Linked DNA regions of Mus musculus: regions 1, 2 and 4 are each linked to region 3. Evidence: chromatin contacts called from public HiChIP or PLAC-seq data. All regions are on one chromosome and are shown on one strand. The core of a region is the stretch at or near the end of the contact, and the rest is flanking DNA. Distances in the headings are between cores, read along the strand shown. Region 1 has its middle 7.4 kb from the start of Gm4832. Region 2 overlaps Gm31615 (a long non-coding RNA gene). Region 3 overlaps Ppp1r21 (protein phosphatase 1, regulatory subunit 21). Region 4 overlaps Fbxo11 (F-box protein 11).

What was found. HiChIP or PLAC-seq counts read pairs in DNA pulled down with a chosen protein or histone mark.
Region 1: a contact with region 3 is called in an H3K4me3 HiChIP or PLAC-seq map of bone marrow-derived macrophages, with 4 times the contacts expected there. The contact joins two enhancer-like sites. A contact is called at or near these places in 4 of 115 datasets of contacts at active chromatin or transcription factors (the 230-238 cell line, astrocytes, bone marrow-derived dendritic cells and 1 more) and 1 of 9 other capture datasets (embryonic stem cells).
Region 2: an H3K4me3 HiChIP or PLAC-seq map of bone marrow-derived macrophages shows a contact between it and region 3, with 9 times the contacts expected there. The contact joins two enhancer-like sites. A contact is called at or near these places in 4 of 15 datasets of contacts at CTCF or cohesin (the NIH/3T3 cell line, embryonic stem cells, large pre-B cells and 1 more), 10 of 484 Hi-C or Micro-C datasets (the G1E-ER4 cell line, Sertoli cells, bone marrow-derived macrophages and 7 more), 27 of 115 datasets of contacts at active chromatin or transcription factors (the NIH/3T3 cell line, astrocytes, bone marrow-derived macrophages and 18 more) and 2 of 9 other capture datasets (embryonic stem cells and liver).
Region 4: an H3K27ac HiChIP or PLAC-seq map of double positive thymocytes shows a contact between it and region 3, with 6 read pairs. The contact joins two enhancer-like sites. A contact is called at or near these places in 2 of 484 Hi-C or Micro-C datasets (bone marrow-derived macrophages and nephron progenitors), 6 of 115 datasets of contacts at active chromatin or transcription factors (T-cell acute lymphoblastic leukemia, bone marrow-derived macrophages, double positive thymocytes and 3 more) and 1 of 9 other capture datasets (liver).

The regions. Positions count from the first base shown.
Region 1 is chr17:88,116,780-88,119,479 of GRCm38.p6, reverse strand. No RefSeq gene overlaps it. Among named protein-coding and RNA genes, the nearest start is that of Gm4832, 7.4 kb to the left of the region's middle. Within about 2 kb of position 1,384, at least 44 of the 459 cell types and tissues checked have an H3K27ac peak or open chromatin away from gene starts, as enhancers often do. A contact at or near this core is called in bone marrow-derived dendritic cells and bone marrow-derived macrophages, where this site is marked.
Region 2 is chr17:88,254,834-88,257,533 of GRCm38.p6, reverse strand. The region is part of intron 3 of Gm31615 (a long non-coding RNA gene); the gene reads left to right. Among named protein-coding and RNA genes, the nearest start is that of 1700116H05Rik, 51 kb to the left of the region's middle. Within about 2 kb of position 1,268, at least 289 of the 459 cell types and tissues checked have an H3K27ac peak or open chromatin away from gene starts, as enhancers often do. A contact at or near this core is called in bone marrow-derived macrophages, cerebral cortex, craniofacial prominence and 4 more, where this site is marked.
Region 3 is chr17:88,550,037-88,552,736 of GRCm38.p6, reverse strand. It overlaps Ppp1r21 (protein phosphatase 1, regulatory subunit 21), which reads right to left. Exons shown (of 22, transcript NM_028658.4): 7 at 1,981-2,075. Among named protein-coding and RNA genes, the nearest start is that of Ppp1r21, 21 kb to the right of the region's middle. Within about 2 kb of position 1,311, at least 109 of the 459 cell types and tissues checked have an H3K27ac peak or open chromatin away from gene starts, as enhancers often do. A contact at or near this core is called in T-cell acute lymphoblastic leukemia, bone marrow-derived dendritic cells, bone marrow-derived macrophages and 8 more, where this site is marked.
Region 4 is chr17:88,041,619-88,044,447 of GRCm38.p6, reverse strand. All of the region lies in intron 1 of Fbxo11 (F-box protein 11), which reads left to right. Among named protein-coding and RNA genes, the nearest start is that of Fbxo11, 23 kb to the left of the region's middle. Within about 2 kb of position 1,502, at least 148 of the 459 cell types and tissues checked have an H3K27ac peak or open chromatin away from gene starts, as enhancers often do. A contact at or near this core is called in T-cell acute lymphoblastic leukemia, bone marrow-derived macrophages, double positive thymocytes and 1 more, where this site is marked.

The sequences.
Region 1 (2,700 bases), core at 135-2,634, 430 kb after region 3:
CTCTCAGCTGGAATTTTTAAAATAAAATTGATGTTTAAAGCTAGGTATCGTGACATATACCTTTAATCCCAGCACCTGGGAGACAAAAGGTCCAGGCCAAACAGACTGTCTTAAGAAACTGAATCAAATATGCAGGAAAAGTCATTTAAATTGCTGACTTGACTTTCTTAAATAGTGCTAAGTGACGGTTCCTTGTAGTTCGCAGAATTTCTGGAATGTTCTAGCCCATGCTGCTTTTGTTTACTTGTTTTTTGTTCCATCTGACACAGGATCTCAAGTAGCCCAGGCTAGCCTCAAATTCCCTATATAACCAAGAATGATTTTGAACTTGATCTGATCCTCTCCCTGGACCTCCAGAGTGCCAGAATTACTGACAGGAAGCACCACACCGGGTTTGCAAATTTTACCTTGTGGAATAATGCCATGGCGAGATCTTCGCAGACTTTACCATAAGTAAGTAAGACAGAAAATCTTTTTTTTTTTTCCTCTTCTCCTTTTTATTTTGATGACGCCAGGCTCTTTACCACAATTTCCCCAATCTATGAAAAAAGGCTGAGTAACTGGGGATCCTGAAAGCCACTGTCCTGTGCCTGTCAAACTTATCAGATGCAGAATGGCTCCATGGTTAAGCAGTTGCCACACACACTCAGCAACATGCATTTCATCTCCACAAGCCACTGTAGAATGCAAGAATACCAAAGGTGTTTTCTGACCTACATACATGTGTGTGATGCATACACACACACACACACACACACACACACACACACATTAGTAAATAAGCTAATAATGAATTATTCTGTGGGGGTTTTAGAATACTTACTTTTATTTTATGTACATGGATATTTAGCCCACATGTATACTGTGGGCATGCCCCATGTCTGGGGAGGACAAAATGAATGTCATGCGTCCTGGACCTAGAGATATAGATGTTCGTGAGATGCTATGTGGGCGCCGGGAGTCGAACCCAGATCATCTGAAAGAGCAAAAGGGGCTTCTTACACATCTCCAGCCCCAATATATAGCTAACTTTTAAAGAAATACATTTGACAATATTTTTAACCCCTTCTGTTCTGAGCCGTCTTCCCACATAATATTTGTATTTGGCTTCATGTACCTGCTGCTATGGTACCCCAGTTTGCACACGGGGGCTGACGCAAGGAGGCACACCAGTTTCTTGGGTGGAAAGATGCTTATTATGTCATAGTGACTCACACACACACACATGCACACGCACACAAATATATATCTTCTGGACTATATATATGCATATATATTACACACTATACATGTATGCTTGTATGTGTTATATGCGTATGTGTGTATGTATGTAATCAAGAAGATATGGGTTCCCTATTGCTACAGTGACTAATAACCCCAGAGGCTATCCAGGCTGGACCTCAATTTCATTTCCTGTTTCTCTGGTAGAAATATCACATCTACCCCTCCTTAGCCTTGTGGTCAGAAGAGTGGGATACCTCTAGTTCTAGGTTGGGATAAGACATCCCGGTTGCTTCAAAGATTAGAGCATCGCATATTGTTGTTTCCTCCCAAGAGTTAATCCAGTTGGATTTATCACTCACCTAGCCGGAAGTTGTTCCCCTAAGGAAAACTGATTCAGGCTACGGTCCCCTAAGGAAGCTGGAGACATACTAAAGAGATGGGAGGAATAATTGTCTTCTTACTGAGATAATAGCCTTACTCCTCCGGCCCCCAAAGCCTCACTCCCATACAGAACTCCCATCACGTGGCTCTGTGGCCTGCCCACTTTTCTGGGTCACTCAGAAGTTACCAAGGAAAGAAACTTATTTTATTTCTTTTCTGTCTTTTTCTTTCTTTCTTTCTTTCTTTCTTTCTTTCTTTCTTTCTTTCTTTCTTTCTTTCAGTTACTGACCAACACTTATGTACAATTTCCCGGATCCCTGAGGCTTTCACACTAACTCTCTGAAGCAGTCCCTCCCTTATGCCTCGTGGGCACCCTGTCCTTGAAGCTGCGTGCTGAGTTCCATTGGTAAGCCTTGCTGTTTTGCGGGACCCTAAGTGAGAAGGCGTGGCTTCCTCGGTTCCATCTCCGATGCCCTTCCCTTAGCAGCTGCTGGAGGTACAACTTGCCAGCTCTGTTATTTTTCTCTCAGATGCTAATAAATTGTATTCAGGCTTCCTTTTGAGTCCATCTCTAAATGTTTTTATTAGCAAGACTAAGCCCTCAAAAGAGGAGTTCAAAATTCCCCAGCAACGCTAGCACCACCGTTAGAGTTGCTGGTGTGGCTACTTTCCCAGAGCACAAAGTGAGGGTCCTGACTGATCAGTGCTGTGTGAGGCTGACACAAAGAATTCCTCAACCGCTGGCCTCACCGAGGGAACCCACTGCACCAATAATTCAAAGTGTCGGTGCATTTTCCCAGGATATGCATATTTCTTTTATGTTGCGGTATTTCTGGCCTTAAGGTTGATTTTGTCCGGTTGTGCTTGGTCTTCAATCATGTGCTTTAATGAATATTGCTGCTGCCAGTTCCCGCAGTGGACTGTTGTGAGCATTTCAGTAATGTCTGACTCTGAATGTAATAGGAACTTATTGTAGAAAATGGAAACATTTTCTTGTGACAACGTTCTGTTTTTGTTTCTTGACTTTTGTTTTTTTATTTTTTTATTTATTTTTTTCTTTTTGAGGCAGGGTTTCTCTGTGTAGCCCTGGCTGTC
Region 2 (2,700 bases), core at 19-2,518, 300 kb after region 3:
GGAACACTAAGGAGAACTCTGGTACCTGAGCTCAGGCTGCAGAGAAGTGGATGCTGCCCTGCTCTGGTTATGACACAGCTGACCCGCACACAGACTGGCTGGGAACACTGGAGAGATCTGATTGGAACCAACCACCCTGCTAGGGGAAACCTACTGGGATTGCCTACAGCAAGAACACTGCCCTTCCTCCTGCTGCCTGGAGTCTCCCTCTAGTGCCCAGATTGGCAGTTTTTCAGTTAACAGCTTAATAATTAGCTCACCAAACACTCGTGCAATCACACACTAATATGATCTGTCCTGTTCGCTGGGATACCTCAGTGCTTAGTTTCCTGGTATAAAACACAAACGGAAAACATTTGTTGATGAAGGTGGAGCTTACACTAGCTGTTTTCCAGTCTGCATTCAAAGGCAAGAAGAGTCCAAAATAACCTCGGTTGTCCTGCCAAAATTTAAGCTCATTCCTGGCTCTATTTATATTTCTCCCAGTTGGCTCTTGGCGGGGCTGTAGGAGGCAGCATAGATAGCCTAGGGCTTCGGAGAAAAATGCAGGTCCAGTGTAAAATCCCAGCCCCTCTAAGAGTTGAGATTCTCGGGCAAATTACTCAGTACCAAAGGCTTGCTTCCCTCATCTGCAAAATGCAGGTGATGATGCTGTGGGGCTTAAATAAGGCAGTCCTGCGGGGGCATGTGTTCCTCAAGGGCTCCCGCCCCACACCCCAGAGGGGTGGGCCCGTGAGTAGCTTGCCCGGATTTCCTGATCGCTGACCATGGTCCAAGCGGGAGGGCCATGGATTCGCCCATGGCTTCTAGGCAGGCCAAAGATTGTAGCACCTCAGTAGGCTAGGCATGGCACCAGGCAGACAGCTAGAGCCCAAGCTCGGCAGCCCAGGACGGCCCTAAGAATTGCGAGGGAGTTTCCTAACAACCCTATTTCAAATTTCCTAATAGTGGAGTTTCAAAGCCAGCTACCTCCTGCCCAGCACAAACGAGGGTGTGGTTGTGTTCACATTCACACTGAAACAAAAGAAAACTAGCAGAGCACCCCCACCCCCCACCCCTACCCCCTGGGCCTCGCTCAGCTCCGGACATTTTCCCAGGCACCCGGTGCAGCCGAGCTACGGGCACGCCCTACGGCCGCTGCACTTTCCAGAGCCAGGGTGCAGCCTCCCCCAAGGTCGGATCCCAAGGGGCTCCAAGGACCCGGCCCCCGGGTGAGCTGGCCGGTTTGCCTTGCCGAGCTAAGTCCGACCCGCAGTTGCAGCCAGATACTGGCCCAAGGCCTGTGGCTGGGCTCAAAATCGTCCTCTCCCGGGCTGGAATCCTGGGAATGTCGCTGCGGGGAAGCATCTGGCTGGCCTCCGGGCGGCAGGAGGGGGTCAAACCTTTTTCGGGTGATTTTGCACAAAATTCTCCCTACACCAAGGGCTGCGGTCCTGGGAAGTGGAAGCCCAAGGAATGACAAGAGAGCTGCTCGCTCCTTCTCCAGGTCGCCTTCGTCATGTCTAACTCCCGATACGCTGCCGGCGAAGCAGACAAAATGCCTTTTCCCCGTTCCGAAGACCCCTTCTTTGTGTCTATGGAAGTTCCTTCCTCGGTTGCGAACCATCTATGCCACCCGAGCGGGTCTTTCCAGCTGGATTGTCGCCACCTCGTGGCTACCTTGGTCCTTCGTCCCCCTAAGCCCTTTGCTCTCTTTGGTCTCAAGCCTATTTTTCTTTTCTTTCTACAACCAGCTATGGACTGAAACTTTATAATCCTGTTCTCTGGGCTTAGGATGTGAGCTGGGATACCTCTGTCCCCTTCTTTCTGTTACACCGCTCGCCTTCTTAAAGAGAAACGAAGCAGGTGCTAGTTGGAGGGCAGGAGTCACCGGGTTGGCAAGCCTGTGGGGGCTCGGTGTGAGGCGCCAGTCCTCTCTCTACCAATTTCCCATGAGACAAACTGATGATTAAGAAGACAAACGCACTCTGTCTTGTTCCTACTGGTTAGTGATGCTATTACACTCGATGAGTATTATTAAAGGACCCCTGTCATTAGAGACTCCCTGTTATTATTGTTATTATTATTTAGCATTTATAATGTATTCCTTATTTTCAAAACACACTATTATCTCCCTGGACTTTCCAAACACAACTGAGCGGCAGGCAGGTGACAACTTCATAAAATAGGGAAACTGAGGCACTGTAATTAGTACAGAGTTATTGGATTAATGAGTCAACAGTAGTCATTTCTCCCCAGAAGATTACTGCCTTACTCTGAACTCATGGATTCCAGTAAATGGTGATCCTGGTTTGGGAAGCTAGTTTCTCACACTCACTTTTATGACCCACTTGTAATCACGTTAGAAACCCAGTCAGGGAAGTCTTCGCACTTATGAGTCATTACTTCAAACTCATTACTGGGCACCTGGGCCACCTTAATTGTATTTTATTTTACAAGTCGAATTATTGTGATTATTGTTACTTAGTATAATAAGTATTTATTGTATTCTGCTAAAATGTATATAATGAATCTCTGTTTTTAAAAAGTAGTAACATTAGTAAGATGGATATATTTTGATCTAGAGAACAAATAGCTCTCTTTCTTTCTTTCTTTCTTTCTTTCTTTCTTTCTTTCTTTCTTTTTCTTTCTTTCTTTGTTTGGATTTTCGGGACAGGGTTTCTCTGTGTAGCCCAGGCTGTCCTGGAACTCATTCTGTAG
Region 3 (2,700 bases), core at 62-2,561:
GCCTCCCCTAACCACTCTCCTCTTCCACAAGATCCTGTCCCTCCCTGCTCACTCAGGCCCACATTTCCATGTCGGCTGACAGAAGCCCTCCCCCCTCCCACTCTATGCTCCAGACTAACCGTGTAGGTGCAGAAATCCCAGGACAGGGGCTCAAACAACTCTCCTTGCACCTCAAAGCCGTGTAAATAAGTAAATAAGTCCTAAGTCCTTACCCTAGAACTGACTGGCCATTGTCCCTCACATCCCCTGACCGGAGCCTACTGCCACAGTTAACTACCGTTCCTCAGACATCACGGTAGTTTGCATCCCATATATTACACTCTCTGAAATTCCCTGCTTCTCTTCCCTTGGTTCTTTCCTGCCTCCTCAAAAACAAACAAACAAACAAACAAAACAAAAACTGGCTCTTGCATGCAAGTCTGGATACTTCCTCTGAGAAGGTTGCTCCAATCACCCACAAGACTGAGGGCGCCTTCCCTTCCCTCGAGACTCCAAATGGTTCTGTACAGCAGAGTCGAATCTAAGCATCTAAAGACAACCAACCCACAGATGGTGTGACAATAGTCTAAAACTGGACGACAAGTAATTATTGGAAACGGAAGGATACGTGCATATGATCCAAAAGTTGCAATACCCTCTCATTAACTGACACAGAGAGTATTGAGGAAATGACCTACAGGGCTTCCCAGCACAGCCGAGGTGCACTGCCATCGCTCACCTTAATGTAGAAGCTGGTAACAGCACTGTTGTCAAGGGGAAATTTAGGCTGCTGATACAGAAATGGCCTATGCTGATTTAATTATGTGCTTGTGTGTCTAGCCTCCATAAACAATTAGTCACAAAAACAATTACAATACACATCTGTGTAGCACGTGCATGCTCACAGCATCAGATCCCCGGAACTGGCATTATACAGTTGTGAGCTACTGTGAGCATGGTGGTCACAGAGCCCAGGGCCTCTGAAAGAGTACTTGGTGCTCTTGTGTCCAGCCCTCTCTCCAGCCCCTGAACACTGATGTCAGTGCCTTCAAAGCACTGTTTTATCTTCCCTTTCCTCTTTTTTGTTCCCTCTGGGCTTTTCTAAGAAAAATTTAAGGGAACTGAAAATTGAATTTCAAACATAGCTATAGAAAAAGGAAGCAAGTATTAACTTGACTAGAGGCTTCACATTTAAAGTTTCTTTTAAATGTTTTTATTTTTCTAATTTTTAAAAACTCATTTATTTACTGGAGCAGGTGAGAGCAAGCCCTGACTGCCACGGAGATGGAGTCAAAGGACAGCTTTGCTGAGTCAGTGCTCTCATCCTGCCATGTGGGTTCTGGGGACTGAACTCGGGTGTCAGACTTGGCAGCAAGCACCTCTGCCGCTGAGCCTTCCCACTGGCTTCCCAAACAAATATTTTCTTTGCTTTCAAGAGTTTCACTTCATTCTTACCTAAAGGCTAAATATCTAAATAACGGCACATGAGTGCTCTTCCAGAGCACTGTTTAAGTTCTCGTTTGTCACTTCAGGATGTGGAAGCTACGAGGTCATCCCCAGGAATGGGAGGAAACAGAAGCTAGGCTTTGCAACAGCTTCCTGTCACTGGGGACTCCCCAGAGGCAGAAGCTAACAGGCCAAAAAGACACATCTCACTGTGGGCATTCGTACATACCCCCCAAACCCACTGAACAATTTCTCTCATGCAAATGTCCAACCACTTCATATGCAGGTAGGTTTCACCTTGGGATATGGGAAATGCAGTTAAAAGCACGCACTGGCCATCTCCCAAGAACACTGGCTTTGGAGCACTCCAGAGATAATTTAAGAAAGAGCCACAGCTGATCAGGAGAGCCAGGCAGAGCCCTCCACTGGGTCAATCTGGGTGTTTGTTTATTTGTTTGTTTAGCTGAGAAGATTAGAAATTATCTTAATTTATTGGCTACCACAGATAGACTCAAAGATACAAATAACAGAAACTTACGTTTATGTAATACCTACTTGTATCATTAAAAGGGACTTTTTCATTGATGATTGATAAGGATTCCTCTAATCTACCTGACAAATCTTCATGAAGATTCTTTAACTGTAATTGACTGGAAGAAAAAAGAACCCACAAAACCACATTATTACCAATCAGTGAATCGTCAATTGCTTGTTACCCCAAGAGCTGGCAACGAGCTTTCAGACAGCTGAGCCAACATCTGGGACACTCTGCTGAGAGCTGTTCAAAGGTGATGGCGGCACCAGCCCCATGCAAAGCCGCAGGGACTTCTGGGATCTGCCACGGCTCCAGTCTCTTGCACAGCCTGAGTCATAGATTTACTCTCTGCTACCCCTGTGCATTCAGCTATCCCTGCACAGTTTTTAAGTATTATACCAATTTATTTTTTGAGTTCAAAGGCTGATGATTTCTGTTTCATTGAGCACAGATAAATACCAAGAAGAAAAAGAAATAAAAAAACATTAAGACTATGAATGTCTTTAGTACATTGCTTTGCAATGCTCTGAGGTTTAGAAACCTCTCAATTAGATCCTATAACTTCAATTTTATTCAAAATATACCATAAAGAAGTTGGCATTGCTTTGTCGGGTTTCCTGCTGAGGAATATTAGGCAGTCCCTGTCCCAGGAGAGTCAGAAACACAAATACCCAGTCCAGTCCAGGAGGCCTGAGAGTAAGACTTCCCAGACCTTCTGCAGAGGCCAAGCAGACACTACT
Region 4 (2,829 bases), core at 253-2,752, 510 kb after region 3:
CACACTTGGCTTCCTATGCCACCTTAGTAGCTACCCATATCACAGCCTCAGGTACTCACTACCACCATCATAGGAAAGGCCAAATTATGGAGCCATAATGAGTGTTGAATTATTAGTAAATATTTTACAGTATTTTATTTATTTATATTTTATATAATAATACTGGTTTGTTTACTGTCTTACATGATCCTAAATGCTAAAAATCCAGAATGCTCTGAACTCCAGCTTATTGATATAGCATATGTTGGTACTCATAATTTTCAGACTTCTGGACATCTTGAATTGTGGGGTTTGGTTTAGCAATGTTGAGTAGGTAATCCAGGCAGACAGATGTCAGAAGTACCTGGTGATTGTAGTGGGGCAGGCTTGTAATCCCAGACCGTGGTACGTGAAGGCAGGAGAAGCTGGCATTGAGAACCATCCTAAAGGCCAGCCTCTACCTCTAGTGAATTTGATGCCAGCTATATTGAGACCATTGTCTCAAAAGAATTGAGATGGGAGGAGCCATACTCCTATCCCCAGCATTCCAGACAAAGGTTTCCAAGCAGTAATGCTGTTTGACCGTTAAATTAGCTAAATATTTAACTGGAGCATATTTGTCTTATTTAAAAGTGTATGATATCAATCCATGGACTTGTAATACACAATAGAAACTGTAATTTATTTTAAGCATGACAAGATATTTTGGAAGCATTTATTATGTTCCAGTTATTTAACTTGACACATGGGAAACAATGTTGACTATTTCTAATAATAGTGACAAATACAATTTAGAGCATAATAATAATCATTATTTATTGGTCACTGTCCTAGGAAAACACTAAATGCCCTTTAGTCTTAATGCCCTTAGTAATAGACCTCATTAAACAGATACTTTATATAGTTTACATACAACAGAACAGAAGTTTAGGAAATGTTAGTAGATTAGAAACCATTTCTTTTTGATTAAACAGCCTGGATGAAGTTTTAATTAACTATATTATACTATACTGGTAATGATTGTCTCTCATATAAAAGGTTTTACAATGTTTCTAAGAAGCACAGCATTTTTTGTTACATAAGGTCAATCACCAATTGTGCTGCAGTTACCTGTCTTTTTCTGAAAGAGAAAATAATAAGTAATAAGTTACAGTCTTACTTTTTTTTTAATTCAGGATGTTTAAAAGTTAAAAATAGCAATTTAAAAAACTTAAGAAGACTATATTTCTTTTCATTTGGTGAAAGTAAATATCTAAAACATAGAACTATGTAAAAATTGTGTGTATTAGACATTATATTGTAATGTGTACTTTTATATTGTTATTTATCCACTAGAAATATACAAACGTACATTTCTTTGAAAATGGTTCTTAATGGATGCATAATACTTCACGTGTATATTGACGTCTACTTAATCACTACTAGACTGTGAGTCACCATTACTTCTCATGTGTTTTAAAGTTGTGTCATAGAGAAAAACCAAAAGAACGGTGCTGTGAATTTCAGTATTGAGAGTCTCTGTCTCTCCAAAACCAGCATTGACAAACGGAACACTCACAGGCAGTTAGCCGTCTTTTGGTACAAATAGCAGCTGCCTTTGCCTGGGTCTTTTTTTTTTTTTTTTCCTCTAGAAACTATAAAAAAGAAAGAAGAATAAGGGGGGGGGGAAACCATTAACCTTCATTTTCACTGAAATGAAAGACTATGATTAGTTACAGCTATCAGAAGCATCTGAGACGCGCAGACAGTGTGTGCTTCCTGGAGGGAGGGAGTGGGGAGGGGCTCATGGTGAAGTCATCTGTAGTGAGAGTCCATGGCAGAATATCTAGTCTGATCTAAGAAGGAAGAGAAAGTAGAGCAGTGCAGCAGCATACAGTCACGTGCTCAGAAACAGCTGGTCTCTGGCATTGGGAGGTCTCAGCCCTCTGACACCTGCCCTGCCCAATCACTTGGAACCAGTGTATTCTGTTTTGTGTGTGTTTGTTTTTTAAAAAGCAGTCATGGTAGCAAAAACTTAAACCAAAGCACAAAAGGACGCATTAGAAAGGGGGGGGGGGGGGCGTGATATGCATGAGATTGAAGGTCTCGCTTTACAGCCCAGGCTAGCCTAGAATTTGTGGTGGTCCTCATGCCTTGACCCCTCAATTAGATGTGTAAGCTGCCTACCATGTGTGGTTTCTCCTCCACTACCCCCTCCCCCCACCCTATTTGAGTTTTGAGACAGTCTCTCTCACTGTGTACCTTAGATGTCTTAGAACTCACTTAATATAAACCAGAATATCCTCAAACTTGCAGTGGTCCTCTATCTCTGTCTAACAAGAGCTAGGCTTAGAGGTATACACAGCTGTACCGGGAGTTGGAAAAATCTGTAAAAGTTTCTGTAAAAGATGATCCAAAATTAGGAGTATAGGAACTCAGGAAAAATATGGTAAACTAACAGGAGATGGAATATGAATTGTGAAAATTCAGAAAAGAACTCAAAAAGGCAAAAAAAAAAATCTAGAAGTTCACGTGAAACTAGAAGGAAGACAGATGTGAGAATAGGGAAGAACTGAGAAGCCAGGCTTGGTGACACTTACCTGTAATTCTAGGATCTGGGAGGTGGAAGCCAGGAGGATTTTGAGTTCAGCACCATTCTTAGTTTCACAGTGAGTTTAAGTTCAGACCAGCTTGAGGTCTAAGAGACCGTGTCTCAGAGGAGAGAGAAAGAGTTAATAGAAGGAAGAAGAGATGGATGATGGGCCTTGCCTATAACCTCAGTGCATCTGTTTTCTCTATTAGGTTATAAAGAAGGAAGGTTGTAAGTTTGAGGCCAGTCTGGACTGTTAAGTGAATTCCAGGACAGCACTG